Linked DNA regions of Oryctolagus cuniculus: region 1 is linked to region 2. Evidence: chromatin contacts called from public Micro-C data. All regions are on one chromosome and are shown on one strand. The core of a region is the stretch at or near the end of the contact, and the rest is flanking DNA. Distances in the headings are between cores, read along the strand shown. Region 1 holds the start of SERPINB6 (serpin family B member 6). Region 2 has its middle 4.4 kb from the start of PSMG4.

Region 1 (4,264 bases), core at 1,280-3,779, 230 kb after region 2:
CTGGACAGCCACCGGGGGACCTTCCATGGGTGAGGGTCCAGCGCTGACAAGCCTCGAGGACAACCACCGCATCAGGTGTCAACGATGTGCCTGCTGCCTACCTTCCTTCCTCTTTCCGACCCCACCCTGGGTCCCTAGCGACAGCGACACTCGCCATCGGGAGGCCAGCACCAAGAATGCGCCTGAGGCTTGTTCACATCCTCCTAAGTAAAGAAGAGGGGAAAAGTGTACAACAGAGGCCCAGCTGCTGGAGGAGTGACTGTCGACCTTCCGTCGTGAGTCTCTGCAGCCTGGGCTGCCAGGGGTCGTTACTAACCAGCCCTTGTCACGTGAACTCCAGCACTGCATATTCATACCATTGTCATTGTCAAAAACCAGGGTGTGTGTGTGTGTGTGTGTGTGTGGCACAGGAGTGAAGATGCCCCTTGGGACATCCACATATCGCAGTGCCTGGCTGGAGTCCCACCTGCCCGTGTCTGTTCCAACTTCCTGCTAATGCCCACCCTGCGAAGGCAGCAGACAATGGCTTCAGTACTTGGATTCCTGCCACCCACACAGGAGACCCAGACTGCGTTCTGGGGTCCTGGCTTTGGCCTGGCCCAGCCCTAGCTGTTGGAGGCATTTGGGGAGGGAACTAATGGATGGCAGATCTCTCTCTTTGTGTCTCTCTGCCTTTCATACAAAATAAAGACAAACATTTTATAAGACCACAAGCCTGGCTACTTTCATCCTGACTCAGTGTTCCCTCATAAGCCCATCAGCACATTAGGTTATGAAAACAAGTTATAAAATAACTTTATATAAGCAACTTCACGTTAGGGCCATCACTCTAGGAGGATGCTGAGCCGAGAATGATTGACAGGCGCCCTCTGGAAGCATTTGTTCAGTCTATGCCAAATGCAGGCAGAGACGAGCAGACCGCAACGCCTTCTGAGGTGTCTCTGCCGAAGAGACGTGTACAGCAAGGGCGGAGGAGGGCAAGGACGGCCTGGCTCCTGCGAGGCCACACTGCCTCCTTTGCTCTCTAAGTGTCAACAGCACCGTATCTGCTTTACATGTTTGGGTAGTCTGGGGTGCATATGAATGTGTGAGTCTTGTATATTTTTCTTGATCCTCTTATCAATATATGTGAGATATATATGTGGTCTCTTTCTGCACTTTTTGATTTAAAGCCTGTTTTATCTGATAGAGTTTGGGGTTTCCACTTGCATGGTGTAGTTTTCAGCCCTCTTCTTTCAGTTGCTATGTGATGTGTATCTTTACCTGTGAAGTGAGTCTCTTGTAGGCAACTCACAGTTGGGTCTTGGTGTTTTGTTTGTTTGTTTGTTTGTTTTTGTAGTCATCCAACCTATACCTTTTGACTGGGGAATTTAATCCATGTCTATTCAAAATTAATACTCATCTTGTTGGTTGCGTACTGGTTGTTTTACATATTCTCTGTTTCTTTATGCCTCTCTTACTGTTTCTTTTTGTTTTGCTAGTTTTCTGTTATGATAAAGATAGATTTTCTTTTGTGTATCTGCTCTGTAAATTTGGTACTGTCATGTGTTTTGCTTTTAAAGGTTCATTTTATTTATTTGAAAGGCAGAGTTACAGAGGGAGAGAGCCAGAGAAGAGAGGAGGATAAATCCGAAGCTAATACAATTGGGGTAAATGAATTGGAGCGGGCAAAGGGGGCAGGCGGTAGCTTTACCCTCTATGCCCCAGCGCCAGCCCCTTTCTTTCTTTTTAAAAGATGTATTTGAGGGCTGGTGCTGTGGTGCAGTGGGTTAACACCCTGGCCTGAACCGGCCCATATGGGCGCCGGTTCGAGTCCCAGCTGCTCCTCTTCTGATCCAGCTCTCTGCTATAGTCTGGGAAAGCAGTGGAGGATGGTCCAGGTCCTTGGGCCCCTGCACCCACGTGGGAGACCCGGAAAAAGCTCGTGGCTCCTGGCTTCGGATTGGCGCAGCTCCGACCGTTGTGGCCATCTGGGGAGTGAACCATAGGATGGAAGACCTCTCTCTCTCTTTCTCTCTCTCTCTCTCTGCCTCTCCGTCTCTCTCTGTGTAACTCAGGAAAATAAAAGAAATCTTTATTTAAAAAAAGAGATGTATTTGTTTATTTGAAAGGCAGAGTTGCAGAGAGAGGAGAGAGAGATTCCATCACTGATTTACTCCCCAGGTGGCTGCAACTGCTAGGGCTGGGCCAGGCCGCAGCCAGGAGCCTCCCAGGTGCGTGCAGGGCCCAAGCTCTTGGGACATCCTCGACTGCTTTCCCAGGATCACTGGCAGGAGCCAGATCGGAGAACTGGTGCGCAGAAGGGACGGCAGCTGGCAGCCTAGCTTAACCTGCTGGCCACAGGCTGTCCCCGGGCTCGTTTTAGACGGGCTAGCACGCCCCCTCCAGGCCCCTGAGCCCCTGGAATGGCCCGAGGCTGCTCCCAGAAGGCAGACTGGGTTTCATCTTTTGTATGATCTGTCTATCGTCGGAGGCTTGAACACAAGAGGTGATGGGAGGGCCTTGCGCCTTTTTAGCTTCTGCTCTCACTGTCCTGTACCAGGAGCCGGCACCTTCGTGGTCAGCGAGGCCTTCGTGGTCAGCGAGGCCTTCGTACTCTGCGGTCTCTCCAGGGGCACCGCGACCATCTTGCTGGAGCGGCGCACGGTCGCCCCCTGTCGGGAAACTTCGGGAGGGCCGCCGCTCGGGTCCTCCTCCCCGGTCGCGCAGAAAGGACGCGCGGCCTCTCGGTGGCCAGCGGCCGGCTGGAGCCTGCAGACGCGCAGATGGCCGGCGGGGGCCGGCGGGGGCAGGGGTCCGAGTGCGGTGGCGTTTACCTGGCGCACACCTGGGAGCCTCTCCCTTCCCGCGCTTCCTGCCCCGCCCCGGCGCCCTGGCCCGCGTCCCCGGCTCCGCCCGCAGTCCAGCCCGCCGGTATTTGAGGCCCAGGGCGGCTCTGGCGCCTCATTCCCGCTGCTCCTCCAGCTGCCGGCCGTGTCGCGCGACTCTGCGGTAGGTGCCTGTTGCGGGACCCGCTGTGGCAAGCGAGGGTCTCCGGGACGGGGACGGGGACGGGCAGGCGCTGCTGGGCAAGCCCGGGGCGAGTGCTGGGCCTGGGACGCGGGGACCTCAGCGCCCGGAGGAGCGGGGCGTGACCGCTGCGCGGAGCCGTGACCCCTGCAGCCCCGGACGGGGGATGGGGCGAGAGCGTCCGGGCTCGGATTCCCTCCTGGAGCCCGGTGGCGGCCGCGGGGGAGCTGTTTGGCCCGCCGGCCGGGCCCGTGACGCCGAGACCCGCCCGGATCGGGGGCGTGCAGGCCCCAGCGCGCGGGGGAAAGGCAAAGGCGGCCGGCGCGGGATGGGGGCGGCGTGGAGTCGGCCGGGCTGCTGCGCCGGGGCCTTGGGCCACAGGTGATCCCCGCGCCCCCAGCCTCCCGCGGCCGCGGGCGGCCCCCACCCAACCCGCCGCCGCAGGTGGTCCCCGCCCCCCGGAGCGACGGCAGGGGACGCTCCTGGCCGCAGGTGACCACTCCCGCCCCGCGACCGAGAGGGCGCGCGCGGGCTCGTGACGCCGGGCGTTGGGGACGCCGGAGGGCTGGCGGCGGCGGAGTCGGTGCCGGTGCCGGCGTGGAAAGCGGACCCCAGGCCGGCCTGCGCTCTGGACTGGCGAATTCGCAAGTCTGGAGGTCGCTCAGGCTGCGCTGATAACCGTGAGGACCACTGCGCGCCCCCTTGCTGCTCTGTCTTTATTTATTGTAAACTAAACTCACCGCAGGCAAAACGAACCATGATCTGGTGTCTTAGAGCTAAGAGGGCCGGGAGAAAGTTGGGTCCCATTTGGGTCTACTTGAAGTTGGCATTTCTTCCCTTTTTTCTCCCTGAAAGCAGACGTGTGGGGCAGGAGCATCTGCGTGCCGTCAGTCGGGAAGCTGGGTCAGGCGCGGCTGGGCGTGGTGGCACCGGGAAGACTGTGCCCCCAGGCTGCCTGCCTCCTGCCTGCTGTGGTTTAGGGCTAGGCGAGGGGCTTGGAAGTACTAAGTGCCTGGTAGTGCCGGGCTGAGGCGAGCGGCTGCTGCTGTCAGCATGTGCCGGTGTGTCACTGTGCCTCGTGACCGCCGAGTCACTGCACCCCTGTCACTGGGTGCCGTCACAGTGAAAGGGTACACTTTGGGTGACACTTGGCCATGTAAACTAAGTTCTTAAAATTGTATAAGGCCAATTCCAGCCCAAGGCGTTTTATTACAACTCAGAGTATTACAGTTAACTCAAACCAGTAGCAGTAGAG
Region 2 (4,162 bases), core at 466-2,965:
GCGGGCCTGGCCATCCGAGCCGTGGGAACACAGCAGAGACCCAAGGGTGTAGTGACTCATGGGCAGGGGCTCGGCTGGCCTGGGCCCTCCGGGGGAAAGACTGGGAGATGGAGGACAGGGCGCTCCAGGAAGAGGCCCGCGGAGGGCAGGAGGAGGACCGGCGGCCTCGCGGTATCTTGTGGCGGAGTCGCTCCCCCAGGAGACGAATTAAATAACTCCAAGAGCACTTCAAGGACTTCGTGAGAAAATGGAATTTAAAAAGCAAAATGCTTGTTTTGGTGCAAAAAAAAAAAAAAAGTTGGAAGTCCATGCATTGTGTCTTCCTACACACCTTTCCCTTAAAGCTGTAAAATCCCTCTTGGGTGGACAGAGGATGGACTTGATCCGCTGGTGTCAGCCTTGGTCACTCACCACCCAGGCTGGCACAATGGCCACGGTGGCAGATTGGGTTCTTCCCACCCAGGGGGCTCAGCGGTTCCTTCTGATGGGGCTAGAACCCCGCTTCCTGTCCATCGGGCCTCGCACCACCCTCCCAGGGCTCCCACAGGGATTCCATGTGACATCTCAGGAGTCAGCATGACTCAGCAACAGAGGTAGGGAGTGGGCGGGGGCTCCCATCACACACACTCAGCACCACCACTCACTCCATGCCGCAGACCCAGCGGTAGGAATCTGCTCCATTGCTGCCAACAGCACTGCCTGCTCACATCTCCCACGCTCCCTCCTCCCGTCCTCCCTCCCTGTTCTGTTGCCCCCATGGCCGAGACCTTGTCCATCTCTGGCTGGACTGCTGACGTGGCGTTCACACGGTTTTCTCGCGTCTTGTTCCACCGGCTTCCAATCTGTCTTGCTCACTGTTGCCAGAGAGACTTATCCAACTGAAGAATCTAAGCACCCTACATCCTCATTATCACTAAATGTCCTGCAGTGACCTTTGGCCTTTGCAGGCCATGCAAGACCCCTCACCCAGCACCTGTTTCCTGCATGTCTGTGCCTCGTCCCTCACCCCTGACTTCACACACAGACGACACTCAACTCTGAGGCGGCCAGCACCCACCCCTTGCACTCGCCATGCACGCACTTGCCCCCGCCCCCCACTTACCTGCCTGAAGGAGCCCCCATGCCATCCCTTAGGGAGGCCCTCCCTGGCGGAAGTCATGTAGACATTTTACGGAATGGCCTTTCCAGTGGGCCCAGCTTCCGGCTCAGGAAGCTCCAAGGGTAGCAACAGGGTCTGCACCTTCTGTGCACAACACCTGGGAACTGCACAGCAGACAGAAAGCAAACGCCGATTAGCGGCTGAGCCGAATGGCAGAACACCCAGGGTCGGGGCCTGAGACTACACCCCTGGCTCCAGCACTATTTAGCTCGATGCCTCTATTCTAGGTCTCTGTTACCTTAGCTGTAAATCGAGAAGAGTGGCTTGGATGTCTGAGGCGCTTTCCAGAGCTAATATCCCCAGACCATCAGATAAGAAAGCACAGTGGAACACGACCCTCTCATTCCGCCCCGCCCTCAACAAGAGGCTGTAATTCTGCTGGAGGCCACTAGGTGGCAGGTGGGAAGGAAGCGGGCTCTGTGCAGAGTCGCTGGTGCTTAGAGAGCCATGGGCAGCCTCCTCGGGTTCCTGTTCTTAACTCACTGTCTCCGTCAGGGAGGGACCCTCTTTTCTCCAGGCTGGCGATTGTAAGACACCCAGGGGAAGCAGCAGGTGCAGGCCCCCGGATCAGCCACAGGGCACTAATGCAAAAGCAGCCAGCCGCAGAGGCCATAGGAAGGAGAAAGGCAGGTTGCACCGGGCGCCTCCTTTCTGTCTCCCGTCTGGGCCGCGGGCTCTGTCTGGCGTGCATTTCATTAGGAACCAAGGATCACAAAATGGCAGAGGATGGGTGAGAAAACCAGCTGCAGGAGGGTGAGTCCGGCATTCTAATGAGGCCCCCGCAGGTGGAGCTGTCTGCCGGGACCATCAGGATCCAGGCCACGAGGGACGCGGATGCATCGTGGAGTCGCTCGCGATCACCATGGCCTTTATTTAAAAAAAAATTCATTGTATTTATTTGAAAGGCAGAGTGAGAGAGAGAGAGAAATGGCCAAGCAGTGCAGGCTGTTCAGATGAAATACTCTGACCGGCAGCAGCCAGCTCGTTAGCGTCCGAGCACGCAGAGCGGGAGATAGATGCTCCTGTAAGTTTGAGCTGGGAGGAAAAGTGAGCAGAAACAGGTTCAACCTCACATCGCTCATTCCTGGGCAGAAGCAACCGAGAGGTTTGTCTATGCATGACTTTTTATTAATGTATTTATTTTTAAATGGCTACAATGATGGATTTATTTGAGAGGCAGAGAGAGAGAGAGAGAGGAGAGAGACATTGCACCGGCATCCACTAATCCGTTCCCTAAATGCCGCAGTGGTCGGGCCAGGCTGGAACCAGGTCTCCCACATACATGACAGGAACCCCAATTCCTGAAGCCCCGCATCCCCCGGGGTCTGCATTGGCAGGAAGCTGGAGTCCGGAGCCCCAGCCAGGTGAACCTAGCACTGCAGTGTGGGAGGTGGGAGGCAGGTGCCTGCAGACTGGGCTGAAGACCCACTCCCACACGGTTCCTATTGAAATGCAAACACAGCTTCCTCAGCCCTGGGAGCGGCCCCGAGGCCCCGCCCTGCCGGGAACAGTTCATTCATCGGCTCGGCCTCTGCCTTTGGGCCTGGGCAGCCCCTCTGAGAGCCACCTCTCCGCTCCAGCCCCAGCTCAGCGGCTGCAGAGCCCAGATTCCGCCCTCGGCACACTTCCAGCCTTGGCTTCTGACTCTGCAGAATCCAAAGATCTCTCTCTGTGGGGCTGGACCAGGGACAGTGGGGCCCTGGGACCCACGAGTTAAAGGACAGTGAGGGGGGCCGGCGCCAGGGCTCACTTGGCTAATCCTCCGCCTGCGGCGCCAGAATCCCATGTGGGCACCGGGTTCTAGTCCCGGCTGTTCCTCTTCCAGTCCAGCTCTCTGCTGTGGCCCAAGTGCTTGGGCCCTGCACCCGCATGGGAGACCAGGAGGGAGCACCTGACTCCTGGCTTCAGATTGGCGTAGCTCCGGCCGTAGTGGCCATTTGGGGGGGGGTGGTGAACCAACGGAAGGAAGACCTTTCTCTCTGTCTCTCCCTCTCACTGTCTGTAACTCTACCTGTCAAATAAATAAATAATCTTTAAAAAAATAAAAAATAAAGGACAGTGAGGGACACATCAGAGAGCAGCATGGCCGGCACCGGACAGGCTGCCGTCCTCACTCTCTGACCCCTTCGGCAGCTGTCCCCGTACCCTGAGCTCGGAGCAGTCAGGCCCGGGACTTGATCTCCGGGCCAACGGCTCGGGCAGAGCCAGGGCTGCCAGCACAGACCGATCCGATCAGCAGCCACAGAGAGGAGGGGCAGGCGCAGGACTCCCAGTGATCCGGAGTAGGAGGGGCTGGCTGTCGGGTAGGCTGGGGAGAGAAGACGCATGCCAGGTTGTGTCCCAGTGGGGGCAGAGCAGGGCGGGGCCTGGGGGCTGTCCTGGGGGTGGCAGGACCCTGCTGCAGTCACATCACGTTGTGTCGTGTCACAGAGATGAAGAGGCGCCCAACCAGCGAGGAGACGGGTGTCAGGACTCACATTGTCAAAGAATGAAATGGACACCTGGAGAGTAGACAGACATCCACAGGGCACTGAGTCGCAGGTGGGGGGGACAGCTGAGCCTTGGATCTCCCACCTGGGCCAGAGCCTCCTCGGGAGGAGGGAGGGTCCCGGGACCCAGGGGGAGAAGCGGGGTGGGGTGCAGAGACACCACGAAGGCATGGGCGTGCAGACAGGAGCCTGGATTTCACCAGCACACAGGTCTCCAGGGGGCTTAGGTGACAGGGCCACCCCCCCAAGTCAGCACCCAGGGGGGTTCCCCTGAGCAGGTTCTGGGGGTGGCCAGTGTGGGCCCTGGGGCTGCCGCCAAAGCCGGGGCCAGGCTTGCTCCGGCTTCCTGCTGTTCCCAGCACGAGCCATGGAGTGTGGCTCGCACTGTGACTTTACCACTGCTGACGCTTTTCAGCTAAGCAAACTCACACCTACAGGAAGGAGAAACCCTTCCCAGATGGTGCGCACCCTTGTTTGGGCTGGAAATTTGCAGTTGCACATACGTGTGACTGTG

What was found. Hi-C and Micro-C count contacts between places; a contact is called where the count stands out from the background.
Region 1: a contact with region 2 is called in a Micro-C map of ear pinna, with 8 times the contacts expected there. The contact joins the promoter of SERPINB6 here to the enhancer-like site in region 2. A contact is called at or near these places in 2 of 6 Hi-C or Micro-C datasets (ear pinna and an unstated tissue).

Annotation. Positions count from the first base shown.
Region 1 is chr5:167,068,658-167,072,921 of mOryCun1.1, forward strand. SERPINB6 (serpin family B member 6) reads left to right here and starts at 2,530. Exons shown (of 7, transcript XM_008274280.4): 1 at 2,530-2,991. All of the region lies in intron 1 of SERPINB9 (serpin family B member 9), which reads left to right.
Region 2 is chr5:166,838,991-166,843,152 of mOryCun1.1, forward strand. No RefSeq gene overlaps it. Among named protein-coding and RNA genes, the nearest start is that of PSMG4, 4.4 kb to the left of the region's middle. Within about 2 kb of position 1,716, at least 1 of the 8 cell types and tissues checked has an H3K27ac peak or open chromatin away from gene starts, as enhancers often do. A contact at or near this core is called in ear pinna, where this site is marked.